Linked DNA regions of Sus scrofa: regions 1 and 3 are each linked to region 2. The links are chromatin contacts, called in public HiChIP or PLAC-seq maps. All regions are on one chromosome and are shown on one strand. Each heading gives the region's core, a stretch centred on a gene start, on an enhancer-like site or on the middle of the called end of the contact. The rest is flanking DNA. Distances are from core to core; before and after follow the strand shown.

Region 1 (4,452 bases), core at 1,894-4,393, 160 kb after region 2:
TGCTGTGCAGGAAGCCATTTGGGGAAATCTCTTGAAGGTGGGGCCCCTGCCTCTGACCTGGAGGCCCAAGGCTGAGGGGCACCTCTGAGGTAATAGCAGCCCTGGAATGCAGGACACAGGCCACCAGTGGCAACACCTGCTCATTAATCCAGCCCTTCCTTTCCAGAGCCTGCCCTGGCCTGGGATGGTAGAGGGTAAAGGCAGGCAGGTCTGTTCTTCCCTTCCTGGCCCTGTGGTGAGAGGTGCTGACAAGTGTAGGCAGGTGGAGACAGGCCTGTGCAGCCATCGGAAAGGCATCCTCTATATGCACAGCACGAGGTGGGGAGGGGAGCAGGAGGTGTGGGGAGGAATCTAGAAAGCTAGAACACATTGGCAGTAAAAGGGCATTTTTCCAACACACTAGAACCCTAGACTTTGCTTCTGACACTCGTTATTCTTTAGGAAAGCCTGGGAAGCATTAGTTTATGAAAATTCGAGGGCTTCACTGTTACGTGGCATTCAAACTTGTCCCCAGATGATCTGTTTAAAGCCACACAGTGGGACATTTCGGTATAAGCCATCAGTCCAGCGGAACTTGACTCGCCAAAAAGGTGTAGATGAGGCAAGCTGCTTTTGAGGCTTTAAGTATATCTCCATTTTCAAAACCATAAGAGAGTAAAGTGAAAGACTTTATTAAGTGATTATAAGGACACCATCTTGGCTGATTCACATGCTGCCACTCCCTGAGAGCCCAGAGTAAAAGACAGAAACGTCCACAGTGACAGTACCACTGCTGCCTTAGACTAAGTTACCCTCCATGCTTGAGCTTGAATGGACCTGCCTGGGCAACAAAGGGAACAACATGGGCTTATGAGGAGGAAAGCTGAGTTCCAGTCCTAACTGCCTCTAATTTCCTCTTCGGCTTTGCTGAGTCACTTAATCTCCGGGGGCTGCAGTTTTTTCACCTGCAAAAGGCGGGGTGGGGCTGACTCACTGTATTCCAAGTAAGGGTGGCCAAAACACAGAACCTATTTAGATGTTCTTGCATTCATTCATTCAACAAAGTTTTTGGGAGTTCCCCTTGTAGCTTAGCAGGTTACGAACCCAACTAGAATCCTTGAGGGCGCAGGTTTGATCCCTGGTCTGGCTCAGTGGGTTAAGGGACCGGCATTGCCATGAGCTGCAGTAAATTTTGCAGATACAGCTTGGATCCCGTGTGGCTGTGGCTGTGGCTGTGGCGTAGGCTGGCAGCTGCAGCTCCAATTCGACCCCTAGCCCGGGAATTTCCATATGCCTCAGGTGCACCCTAAAAAGCAAAAAAAAAAAAAAAGAAAGAAAAGTTTGCATGAGTATCTACTATGAGTGACATGTTAGATTTCCTGCCCTTAAGAGCTCAGCCTACTGGGATTAGCAGAGAAGTGACTCCACTGGGATAAAGACAGACACAGGGAGTTCCCGTCGTGGCACAGTGGTTAACGAATCCGACTAGGAACCATGAGGTTGCGGGTTCGGTCCCTGCCCTTGCTCAGTGGGTTAACGATCCGGCGTTGCCGTGAGCTGTGGTGTAGGTTGCAGACGCGGCTCGGATCCCGCGTTGCTGTGGCTCTGGCGTAGGCTGGTGGCTACAGCTCCGCTTTGACCCCTAGCCTGGGAACCTCCATATGCCGTGGGAGCGACCCAGGAAGTAGCAACGACAACAACAACAAAAGACAAACAAACAAAAGACAAACAAACAAACAAACAAACAAAAAGACGGACACAGGCGTCTGCCTGCCCACCCTCTGCAACAGGCACCCAAGCCTTTGCATGGGTTTTTCCAGTGACTGGTAGATCCCCCCTTTCCTACAAACTGTAAGAAAAAGGATCTAAGTTGGCAGATATTCTCACCAAATCAAGAAGTCATACAACATGACAAAGTAGAGGAATGACCTCAGGTCCATGCTGGCATCAGCTTTCAGATGTCCCTGAAGAGCAAAGGAACCAACACTGACTATCATGCTCAGGAATTAAACTGATGAGGAAAAGTGTCCAAGAGGCCCTAGTGTCCCTTGGCTGGTTTCTGGTCTCCAACACCCTTTCTTTTAGTAGCCGCACCCGAATCTTCCTCCCCACCTGAGTGTGGTGTTGGGAACACTTGCCCAGGCTACCCTTCACTCCACCAGGCCAGAGCCAGGCACGTGACCTGAGCCTCCAACCAGACTCCCACAATGGTGCATGAGGCAGAGCGCATGCTGGGAGCACCTATCCAGGTGGGGGAGGTGTGGGGACTTCAGAGTCAGGCCCACTGCCAGGAGACCTTGGGGGGCTGCCAGGCTTCTGTCCCAGATTCTCCAGACTTCTCATCAGGCTGGGAGTTAGTTACCTGATGGCTGGCAAAAAGTTATTTTCTGGGAGTTCCCATCATGGCTTAGCGGTTAATGAACCCAACGAGGATCTGTGAGGATGCAGGTTTGATCCCTGGCCTCACTCAGTGGGTTAAGGACCTGGCATTGCTGTGATGGATCCTACATTGCTGTGGCTGTGGTATAGGCCGGCAGCTGTAGCTCTGATTTGACCCCTAGCCTGGGAACTTCAACATGCCCCCGAGTGTGGCCCTTAAAAAAAAAAAAAAAAAAAAAAAAATTCCTTTTCTTGTGCAAGATAGCTGGGAGTTAGAAGACCTGACCGAGTTTTTATGATGAATGCCACGGGGTCCAACAATATGCAGCTCAATCAAAATGTCTGTGAGTGTAACCTGAGCCTTTATGAGGGAGGTAACTGGGGTCATGATTTGGAAGATTAATTTTCTGCTGTTTGGTGAGTGGATAAGAATGAGCCACAGACAGCACAGCCGTGAAGCTGAAAACAGAAGAACATTCATGTACTGAGCTCTCAGGATGAGCAGTCACTGCGCCAGGAGCTTTGTTCATTTATTTCCCACAACCCCCTAGGTAGGTGAAATCATCCCCATTTTATGGATGAGGAAATTGAGGTCCAAGTGGTTAAATAACATGCCACATTTCCTTCAGCCGATGGACGCCAGAGCTGGGATATGAACTCAAGCTGGAAAACTCAGAGCCTGGGCTTTTAACCAAACACCACATTGTTTCCCTATGGAAGAAAATTAATGGAGGAGTTTTTAAAACTAATGTGAGCAGCTTAGTGCCATGTTGGATGTAAGGGGCTGGGGGCAGGGAGGGCCAAGGGGAACAGCAGATTTCCATCTGCCTGTCAGCAGCAGGGGGCACTGGGTGTAGGAGCTGGCCAGCCAGGGTGGTGCCTGCAGTGGGGCAGCTGTGACTTGGGCTCTGGGTGAGCATTTCTAGGTTGATGGTCAAAGCCGCAGAGAGGATGCTCTTCCAGGAAGAGTGCTGGGGAGTGTGGGAGAGTGGAGCAGAGGGGAGGGCCATGACCAGGCTTGGGCAAGGGGAGAGGAAAAGGAGCCAGTGAGGGGACAGGTGGGCTCAGAGACCCAGAAGAGGACGGAGTGGAAGCCCGCTCTCCACCTGCTGCCTGGGGAGCTCAAGCTCCCACCTGAAGAGGCCCCTGTTTCTGATCAAGGCCTGGGAAACAAAGGGTCTCTACCAACCCGGAAGCTGGTGCCCACGTTGCCCAGCACTCCCTGGGTGCCACTCTTTCACCGTTTACAGCAAAACTGACCAAGCCCCCGAAAGGGGAGCTCAGCCAGCTGGGGCGAGCAGCCAGGTCTGAGTCCAGCAGCTCTGGGGGTAGGGAGCCTGGGCGGTCTGGCTTCCCATGGGCTGAGGGAGGCTTGCACTGAGCCTTCCTTTCCCTCCCCCTCAGTAAAGGAAGGCAGGAAAAAAATGTGTTTTTATAAATAGCTCCAGCCCCAGCTGATTTGTAAATTCAGTGGGTTTTTTGTGTCAATGACATCACCCTCCTCCCCATGGCAACCCCCGACGATATCAAAATTGCCAAGCAACGTTGAAGCAGCTCAGCGCCCCAAATGAGCAGGTCGCTGCCTGAGGATTTAATGGAGAAATCCCAAAGTGAGCCCTGGTGCTCGGTGGCGGAGGGGGGCCAGGCGGCTGGGGAGGAGGCCTGAGCCTGCCGGTGCCGCCTGCCAGGAGCCCTGGGCCAGCCAGCTGGGGCTCCTTGGCTGTGCTCCCTTTGACAGCCTGCTGCCAGCAGCAGTGGGGGAGGGCACTGCTCCCGCCTGATGTGCCAGGAGCCAGGAGCAGCCATCCAGGTGACTAAGCCGGCCCACAGGCACTGAGTCACCCACTGGTCTGGAGGTTTCTTCCTTCTCTTTTGAATCTGATTATTTTGGGAGCTGGAAATTTGGAGCTGCACCTGAGTCCCGCCCCTTCTAGCTCTCTCCCCTCCCTACCTGGGGCTCTGAGGAAGATGGGACCAGCCACGAGTCTGCCACCACCCCCTACGGCTATGGAAGACGCTGTGGGGGCCGGAGGTGCCCAGGGAGAGACAGCAGCCGGGCCAGTGCAATAGCAGATATGGTGACGAGGCTGCCTG
Region 2 (4,057 bases), core at 1,499-3,998:
AGCCTGGCAGCTTTCAACTATGAACTACTGGTAAAACATCATAGGAGAGCAGTGAACCTAAACAGCAATCTTAACCCAGTGCTAAATATTATGCTGACTCTTGCCCTGAGAAGGGGGACTTAGAGAACAGCCGAAACTCACCATCTGAAACTTATTCACTTCTTTGGAGCTCACCTGGAAAAGAAGGGGGAAAGGTCACCCTTGTCATCCATCCATACACCCTTGTCATCTGCCTCACCCAACAGCAACTCAAACGCCTCATGAAGACAACATCCTAATCTTTTAAAGTATTTCTTCTCAATCTTAGGAGTGATAATACACTAAAAGCTATTTTTCTACTCCACTTTCCGCTGCCTAAAGAACAAGCAAAGTAGCCCTGTACTTTTTTCCCCATGAGAATTGTACCAAGATGGGAACGAGGCAGAAGTGGGCTCCTTAGGAAACTGCTTCTCACCTCTGCTAAAATCTCTTACACAGATGACACTGACTTTCTCACCCTGGGAAAGATGTCTCTGAGAGATATCAAAGGACTTGGTACTAACCTTTTGTGCATTTAAAATACTCCCTCCCCATCTTATTTTAAACCTGCTTTCCATTCATTCAGGCTCATTTAAGTAAAATGCAAGCTACTGCCAGAAAAATTCTACCTCAGAAGAGTCCTTAGTTTTCTATACTTCATGATACCCAATTTTATTTTCAAAAGCCACATACGATGGCTTTTCATAAAAGTCTTCTCAAGAAAACTGATAAAGAGGGACTTAACAACTAATTATGGCCTAAACTCTCACAAATATCCTACGTCAATGTGACCAGAGGGCAGTGTGGTTCAGTGCCAGCAGAATAAAGAGTATTCATTTGGAATCCAAGGAGTCTCTTGCTTTGCTATATATTCAACCTCCACCCTGAAAGGTAACATGAGGACTCTTGACTAAGTTATATGCTCTCAGAACTCCCTGGTGGCTTGGCGGGTTAAGGAACAGGCATTGTCACTGCTGTGGCTCTGGTTGCCACTGTGGCAGAGGTTCGATCCCTGATCAGGAAATTTCTGTGGGTGTGACCAAAAACAAATAAATAAATTATAGGCTCTCAAATATGAAACCTAACATAATACATGTTTGGTACCTGAACCACAACAATAAGGGAATAATCAGCTTAAAAGTAAAAGCATCATTTGGGGAGCTCCCATTGAGGCACAGTGGAAACGAATCTGACTAGGAACCATAAGGTTGCGTGTTCGATCCCTGGCCTCACTCAGTGGGTTGGGTTAAGGATCCAGTGTTGCCGTGAGCTGTGATGTAGGTCACAGACATGGCTCAGATCTGGTGTTGCTGTGGCTGTGGCAGTAGGCCAGCTGCTACAGCTCCAATTCGACCCCTAGCCTGGGAACCTCCATATGCCACGGGTGTGGCCCTAAAAAGCAAAAAAAAGCATCATTTGGTACCAAGAAACTGTTCATTGAAGGCAGGAACAGTACAGGAACAAGGAATCAAATATGTCAACTGCTCCTTACATTGATACTATAAGGACCAATACGCTAATTTTACTCTGACAAGCGTTTGACTTTTACTTTCTTCATTTTAATTTTGCTCTTGAGTTTTCTACTACTAAGGTAATAAAAGAAGACCCTGATTCCAAAACAGGTGGGGAGCTACAAACTAGGCTTTATTTAATAGTTTAAAACAAAAAACAACAAAAAACCTGGTTCTGATAACCCTAACTTAAGTTCAAGTCTTTAACCTACAAAATCAGGAGTGTTAGGAATCCAACTCACCACAGTGCTGATCTTCTTTTTCCCATCAGTAGCTCTTAATAGACACTTGTTGTCCGCGGGCTCAAATCCCTCCACAGAACCTTTCCTTGGAATGGGTTTAGTTCGACCATCATCTGCGTGAAAAATGTATCCTGGTAAACACAGCCACAACGTTGTTAACAGACAAAAAGCTAATAAGTAGGGAAGGGATACAAAAGATAACCTAATCCCCCTCCAGTGATCTAGTCCTGTTAACTACGTATCTGCCATCACTCTCGGCATTGCTACCTTGAGAATCTATGTGCTACTTCCACGATGGGAACACTGTAATATCAAAGCAGATTAAATCTCACTAACTGTAGAGGAGTTTTGGGATCCTTGACAAAAAGGCCTGAAATGCTTGGACTCACTGGGACAGCCTCACTCAGGTGACTAAGTGCTGGGGACCGCATCAGCCACAATCCCTAATACTCCGGCCCGTCAGCTCTGGATGTGCCCAGCACAAGGTTGGGGGGAAGGCAGGGATGCACGGCAGACAGATTCCGTCTGTGGCTCCCAGTAATTGGGCCCCCGGACCAGGGAAACGCTCGGCCTTCTAGCTCCTTCCCGGCCTTGCTCCGTCCATAGCTTCTTACATTTCTTCAGGGTGATGAAGACGCTGCCCGACAACCGGCACTTCTGGAAGAGCCTCGTCAGCTCCGTCAGGAACTGGAACACAACAAGCCCGGCCCCGTTAGGCCCAAACCCCCTTCTCGCATGGCCAAGTCCCAGAACCTCCCACCAACGGAAACAGGTCCCAAGTAAGCCCCGAACCGCATCGGCCCCTCGGCCCCTAGACCAGCCAGCTCTCGCCATACCTGCTCACTCTCCAGTAGCACCATACCGGCACTGCGGGCTCCGCTCAGTCAGCACAAGCCCCAAGCAGTCGGAACCGGAAGTTCCACCCTGGCTGGGCGGGACTTCCGCTATTTTTCTGCTCTCTTCTACCCAATCCCTGCTTCCACCTTTTCCCCGCCTCACCCACCCCGCGCCTGCGCTCTGAGACGCCCCCGCTTGTCCTTTGGAAGCTCGCGGGCTGTGCGGGATTTCACACAAGCAGTGGGAGGGAGAGCGAGGGCGTGGGAAAGGTTCGAGGGAAACCTAGTTGTGTACGTTCAACTGTATGTTGGTCGAGTTTACCTGACAATTTGATGCTTCAATTTCCTCACCTTATAATAGTAACCACCTTTTAGTTGGTTGTGAAGAGTAAATGAACTCCTATTAAATCCCTCCAACAGTGCCTGAGGCATAGAATGTTTGCACCGTTAGCTGTTTCATTAGAATAAATTCCTTGGCGGTCCACTGAACTCTCCTTCTCTGACCAGGCTGGGCGGCCCCAGCTCTAGCAAGACTGCTACCATCCCGGGGTTCTTGTAAGGGCAGGTCCAGGGGTGGAGGTTGGGCCAGAGGAGTAGCTTTGGTGGTGGTGTGCAGAGGGCATGCCTAATACTTTGCTTTTGTGCTTTTTTGGGCGAGGGATGTCTTTTTGTCTTTTTAGGGCCGCACCCGAGGCATGTGGAGGTTCCCAGGCTAGGAGTCTAATCGGAGCTACACTACAGCCACAGTAACTTGGGAGCCGAGCTCCTCTGTGACCTACACCACAGCTCATGCCAACGCCAGATCTTCAACCCACTGAGCAAGGCCAGGGATCGAACCCTTATCCTCATGGATCCTAGTTGGGTTCATTAACCACTGAGCTACGGGGGGAACTCCCGCTTTTGCTTCCAACACCCTGCTTTTGCTTTTAGCTCTTCAGAAGTGGCAGTTGGGTTTTTAGACTTTTCGTATCTTCCTGCCCATAATTTGCCCCAAACGGCCGATATTTTTAGTGCCTTATAGTTTCTTTGTATTCTCCTGCTGGAGGACATGTTTGTCTAGGTGCAAGCATTGCAGCCGCTACAGCAAAGGGTCCCAGGTTCCTGCCTGTCTCAAGAGCGCCTGGAGCCATATCTTAGTTCACCTCTGGGCTCAGTGAGGAAACCTGGGGTCTAGGCCCTGCTCTGCCAGTAGTCAGCTTGAACCCTTAGACCTTGGTAAAGGCAAGCTGAACTCATGCAACCGGGTTTTCACTGAGGGTATCTCAGCCTGTGCCAGGGAGTTAGGGCTATAGCAGGACATAGGACAAATTTCTTGGGTTAAAGAAATAAGGAGGAAATAATAAGAAGTATAGCTTCAGATAATGAGTGCTGTGAAGATAACTAAAGGGGATGATACAAATAAGAGTGACAAGGGGACAACTTTAGGTTGGGGGTCAGAGAAATCCCACTG
Region 3 (4,194 bases), core at 1,466-3,965, 240 kb after region 2:
AGTTTCAGTATGTTAAGAGCCCGACTAGCATCCATGAGGATGTGGGTTCAATCCCTGGCCTCACTCAGTGGGTTAAAGATCTGGTGTTGTGGCTTGGGTCTGGCGTTGCTGTGGCTGTGTTGTAGGCCAGCAGCCGCAGCTCTGATTTGACCCTAGCCTGGGAACTTCCATGTGTCAAGGGTGTGGCCCTAAAAAGGAAAAATCAAAACAAAACAACTGTGCCGGAGGAAGAAGAAGCCTTACCCTTCTGTTAGGCCTGGTTTATGAAAGCCCCTGCTCAGTTAAGAAATTTGGTACCCCTATCCCTCCCTGCACCCTTCCCTAGAGGAGGTGCAGGGAAATCTTCCCACCGGCCTTTCCAGGGGGCCTGGAGCCTACCTGACAACATTCTTAGAGGGAGGGGCACAGGAGATGTCATTCTAAATTACAGTTGGAGTTTTGAGTTAGAACTATTTTCTTTTTTTTCTTCTTTTTAGGGCCACACAATGCCAGATCCAAGCCTCATCTGCGACTTAAACCACAGCTCACTGGGACTTCCAGTTGTGGCTCAGTGGTAACAAATCCAACTAGCATCCATGAGGATGAGGGTTCAATCCCTGGCCCCACTTAATGGGTTAAGGATCTAGCATTGCTATGACTATGGTATAGACCTGCCGCTACAGCTCTGATTCAACCCATAGACTGGGAACTTCCATATGCTGCAGGTGTAGCCCTAAAAAGCCTAAATAAATAAATAAATAAATAAATTTTCTTTAAAAAAAATCACAGCTCATGGCAATGCCACATCCTTAACCCACTCAGTGAGGCCAGGGATCGAACCCACATCCTCATGGATACTAGTCGGGTTGGTTACACCAACTGCCCCACAACAGGAAATCCTAGAACTAGTTTCTGAAATAAGACTGGGCTTTGTGAGGAGAAGTGTCCAGAGGCTTTTCTAGTCTTTTCCCCAAGAGCAAATGGAGTGTCTCATGACCAGCTCTGTTTCCTTCCACAGAACATAGGAGAGCTTCTCCCACAGGATACCTTGTAAAAGGGCCCTGGGACACAAAATGAAGTTGGGAGCTGAGCACATCCCATGCATCATGCTTATCCACTACCCAGCTCATCTGCCAACTGGGTGGGAGGTAGTCTGAGAGCTAAGCCCCATCTGCACATGTTCTGCAACTGGGTGATCCCTGCTCCTGGGAGTCAGGATCCAGGACCCTATGGTACTCTGCCTTGGGGAAGACAGCAGCCAGCCAGGTACACAGATGGGGACTTGCAGAGAAGGCCGCATAGCCTATCACCATCCTTACTGACCCTCTACACAGTCATGTTATACACACTTCCCAGAGGAACCGAGAGAGGCCACTTCACTTTTCATTCTGAGCCACTTCCCTCAGTCCACAGCCTCGTGGGCCAGGGTTCTACCATGCCAGTGACCGCACCACTCCCAGAGAAGCAGAGAGCCTCCCTGTAGTCATAGCAACCAGATTACTCAGTTTAGCCCAGCCCAGAAGGCCTTAATTCGTAGACCCAGAGCCCCCTCATCCCACCTGTGAGGAGGAGGGCCCAGTCCTAGGGGCCCTTCCTTCTCCCCCACGGCCATTAGATTCCCTTCCTGGGACCAGCTGGCTCAGACTCTCACACTGGGCCAGCCCAGCAGCCTCCCCTCCCTGAAGCAGGGCCCCATATTTTCCCCTCACTTGCCTAGGAGAATCCCTGGCCTGTGGCAACACATTTTCAGGGCCCAGGAGGACCAGAGGCTGGGCAGCAGGCCCAGTCTGGGAAGGAGCAGACGCGGTGGAGACAGGTACAGGGCAAAGCATGGCTTCCCCCTTCCCTACAGACAGGAGGGTGTCAGCGGAAGCAGAAGTCTATAGGTTCCCTCCCAGGCCCCTGGGGGCAGAACCTCCAGTTCTGACTTGGGGTTCACTGTCCTTTTGTGGCTGCCCCACAGCAGCTGGGAGAGAGCGGGGCCTCCCGGGGAGTGGGTAGGGAGGGATGAGGATTCCAGTCCCAGGCATCCCACTGGGGCAAGACTGGGATGTCAGTCCTGGGAGAAGGGGTCTGGCTCACCTCAGTCTCTGGTGCCACCTCAGCTCGGGACACACTTTTCTCCCACCACCACTAAGCATGGGAGCAACAAACACTACTCTTCTTGAGCGCTTTGGAGAAGGACAGACCCCCATCCAAAGAAACTTCCTCCTGTGATCACCTGGGAAGCCATCCTTTTCCCACATCCAGATGCAGAGCCTGGGCCATGGTGGTGGCCACTCGGGGCACAGGCCCTCACCCACAGATTTGTTTATCTGGGCAGTTGTATCAGCTACCTGGCCAAGCCACACAGGCACCTGAATCCTGGCAGACATAAACTAGCCCAGTCCCCTGGCAAAGCTCCTAGCAGCCTGCCCACCTGCCACCCCCACGCCCCAGCAGCCCCCAGCCAGGCCCCACTCACATCATCCCATTTGATGAAGCGCTCCCCTTGGCTCAGATAGGCCTTCACCTTGGGGGGCAGCAGGACGGGGTTGAGCAGAGACATGGTGCCAACTGTCCCTCTTTGGAGAGGCTGGGCAGGCACAGCGGACAGGAGGAAGGGAAGAAGGAGGGCGGGCAGGAGGGGAGCCTAGCTGGGCTCACATGTTACCCGCCCACCCCACCCCCCAGCAGACCCGGAAGTCTGGGTGCCCTGACAGCCCTCGGGCCGGAGGTAGCTGGGTACAGTGCTGCGCTTGGGCCAGAGGCCCATCTGGCTTTTAAATCAGCCTCATCCCGCCCCCCTGCACTGGGGGGGCTGTGGTCACTGCTCCTGCCCAGGGAGGCTGGGCTCCCCCTCCTTAAAACCCCCGCCCTCACCCGGTGCCTCAGCACTTCCTGCTCAGGGCTTCCTTCTCGGCTCTTCTAGACTGAGAGGCAAGTCATGAGGCCCAGTCGTCCTGGAGCAGGGGCCTCTCTGTCCCAAGAGCCATCCCCCTCAGTTAGATAGGGGGGCAGGGGTCCAAGTAGGGATGCTGTTGTCCAGGTGAACACAGAGGGGAGGAAGCAAGGAGCTCACCAGGGGAAGGGACCCCCACAGAGGTGGGGTCCAGAGCACAGAGGTCCCTCCCAGAGGCAGGGGAGGCTGGGGTCACCCTGGAGGTGGGAGTTGAGGGTGGGGCAGGGTCCAGCCGGGATTGGTGTTTTGAATAAGCAAAGTTTGCTGAACACCCAGCTCCTCTTTCTCAATACTTCCTCCGCATGAAAATGAGGTGCAAGTGAGGCAATGTGCCCCTCACTCAGCACACCTGACTCTCATCCCCTGGGTCCTCTGGTCTAGGCTGAGGCCTGGAACCTCACTGACCAGCCACCACTCCACATACAGCCACTTTGAGCAACCCTAGGCCACCAGCCTCCCCTGCGCTCTCCTGCCAGATCCCTCCTCTGCCCTGGACTGGGACCTGACAAGGAGAACACTTGGGGCTCAAGGGCTGCTTATAGAAGCCTCTGCTCAGGCTGGTGGGTGCTGCTCAGGGTATATGGCCCTGACACTGCTCCGGCCTAGGCCCCGGGAGCCCATAGCCCCGCTCAGCCAAGCCCACTTCCTCTTGCCTAACCTGCTCTTATCGCCCTTAACTCAGCTGGGGGAGCCTGGAGCTCTGCCCAAGACTTCCTTCCCCTCTCAGGGCCTGGCTTTCTGCCCCAGGTGCCACCATGGACCTTTGTGCTACCCCTTGACAACCTCAGGACCCTTGCCCCAGACCTAGACCTGCTTTTGATGGCCAGTCCAGCCCAGGGTGGGAGAATGGAGGCCAAGGGGGGCTGGAGCTAAGGGGGCTCCTAGCACAAAAATAACCCCCAGAAAAACAATTCTAAGACCACTGGGGTGGAGGCTGGAGTAAGGCCTGACAGAACCTGTGGAAGCAGCATGGTGGGAACCCACCATGCTTCCGGGCCCTCAGGACTCAGACGCTCCCCTCTCCCTCTGAGCCCTGCTGTCTCATGCCTCCTCCATCTCTCCAGCCTTGGGCCCTTCTGGGGGCCCCTCTGGTGTCTCCTGCTGTTCCAGTTCCCTCCCCAGGATCAGGTTCCCTCTCTGTCTGTTTGAATGGATTTTGCAAGGGAAATCCCTGACCCTTCCCAAAAGCCCCTGCACCTGACACCTGCACCTGCTCTTGCACCCAAGTCCCCTACTCTTGTCTGCCCTGCAGTCTTCTTCTCTACTTTGGGCCT

What was found. HiChIP or PLAC-seq counts read pairs in DNA pulled down with a chosen protein or histone mark.
Region 1: an H3K27ac HiChIP or PLAC-seq map of skeletal muscle shows a contact between it and region 2, with 2.1 times the contacts expected there. The contact joins the promoter of PAK6 here to the promoter of SRP14 in region 2. A contact is called at or near these places in 2 of 5 promoter capture datasets (fetal liver and liver) and 2 of 2 datasets of contacts at active chromatin or transcription factors (alveolar macrophages and skeletal muscle).
Region 3: a contact with region 2 is called in an H3K27ac HiChIP or PLAC-seq map of alveolar macrophages. The contact joins the promoter of PLCB2 here to the promoter of SRP14 in region 2. A contact is called at or near these places in 1 of 5 promoter capture datasets (liver), 3 of 47 Hi-C or Micro-C datasets (alveolar macrophages, heart right ventricle and subcutaneous adipose tissue) and 1 of 2 datasets of contacts at active chromatin or transcription factors (alveolar macrophages).

Annotation. Positions count from the first base shown.
Region 1 is chr1:131,076,111-131,080,562 of Sscrofa11.1, reverse strand. It overlaps PAK6 (serine/threonine-protein kinase PAK 6), which reads left to right and starts at 3,143. Exons shown (of 11, transcript XM_021097802.1): 1 at 3,143-4,452.
Region 2 is chr1:131,240,252-131,244,308 of Sscrofa11.1, reverse strand. It overlaps SRP14 (signal recognition particle 14 kDa protein), which reads right to left and starts at 2,748. Exons shown (of 5, transcript XM_003121602.6): 1 at 2,608-2,748; 2 at 2,386-2,458; 3 at 1,772-1,884; 4 at 142-174. The coding sequence starts at 2,631.
Region 3 is chr1:131,003,929-131,008,122 of Sscrofa11.1, reverse strand. PLCB2 (1-phosphatidylinositol 4,5-bisphosphate phosphodiesterase beta-2) reads right to left here and starts at 2,715. Exons shown (of 32, transcript XM_021097762.1): 1 at 2,444-2,715. The coding sequence starts at 2,527.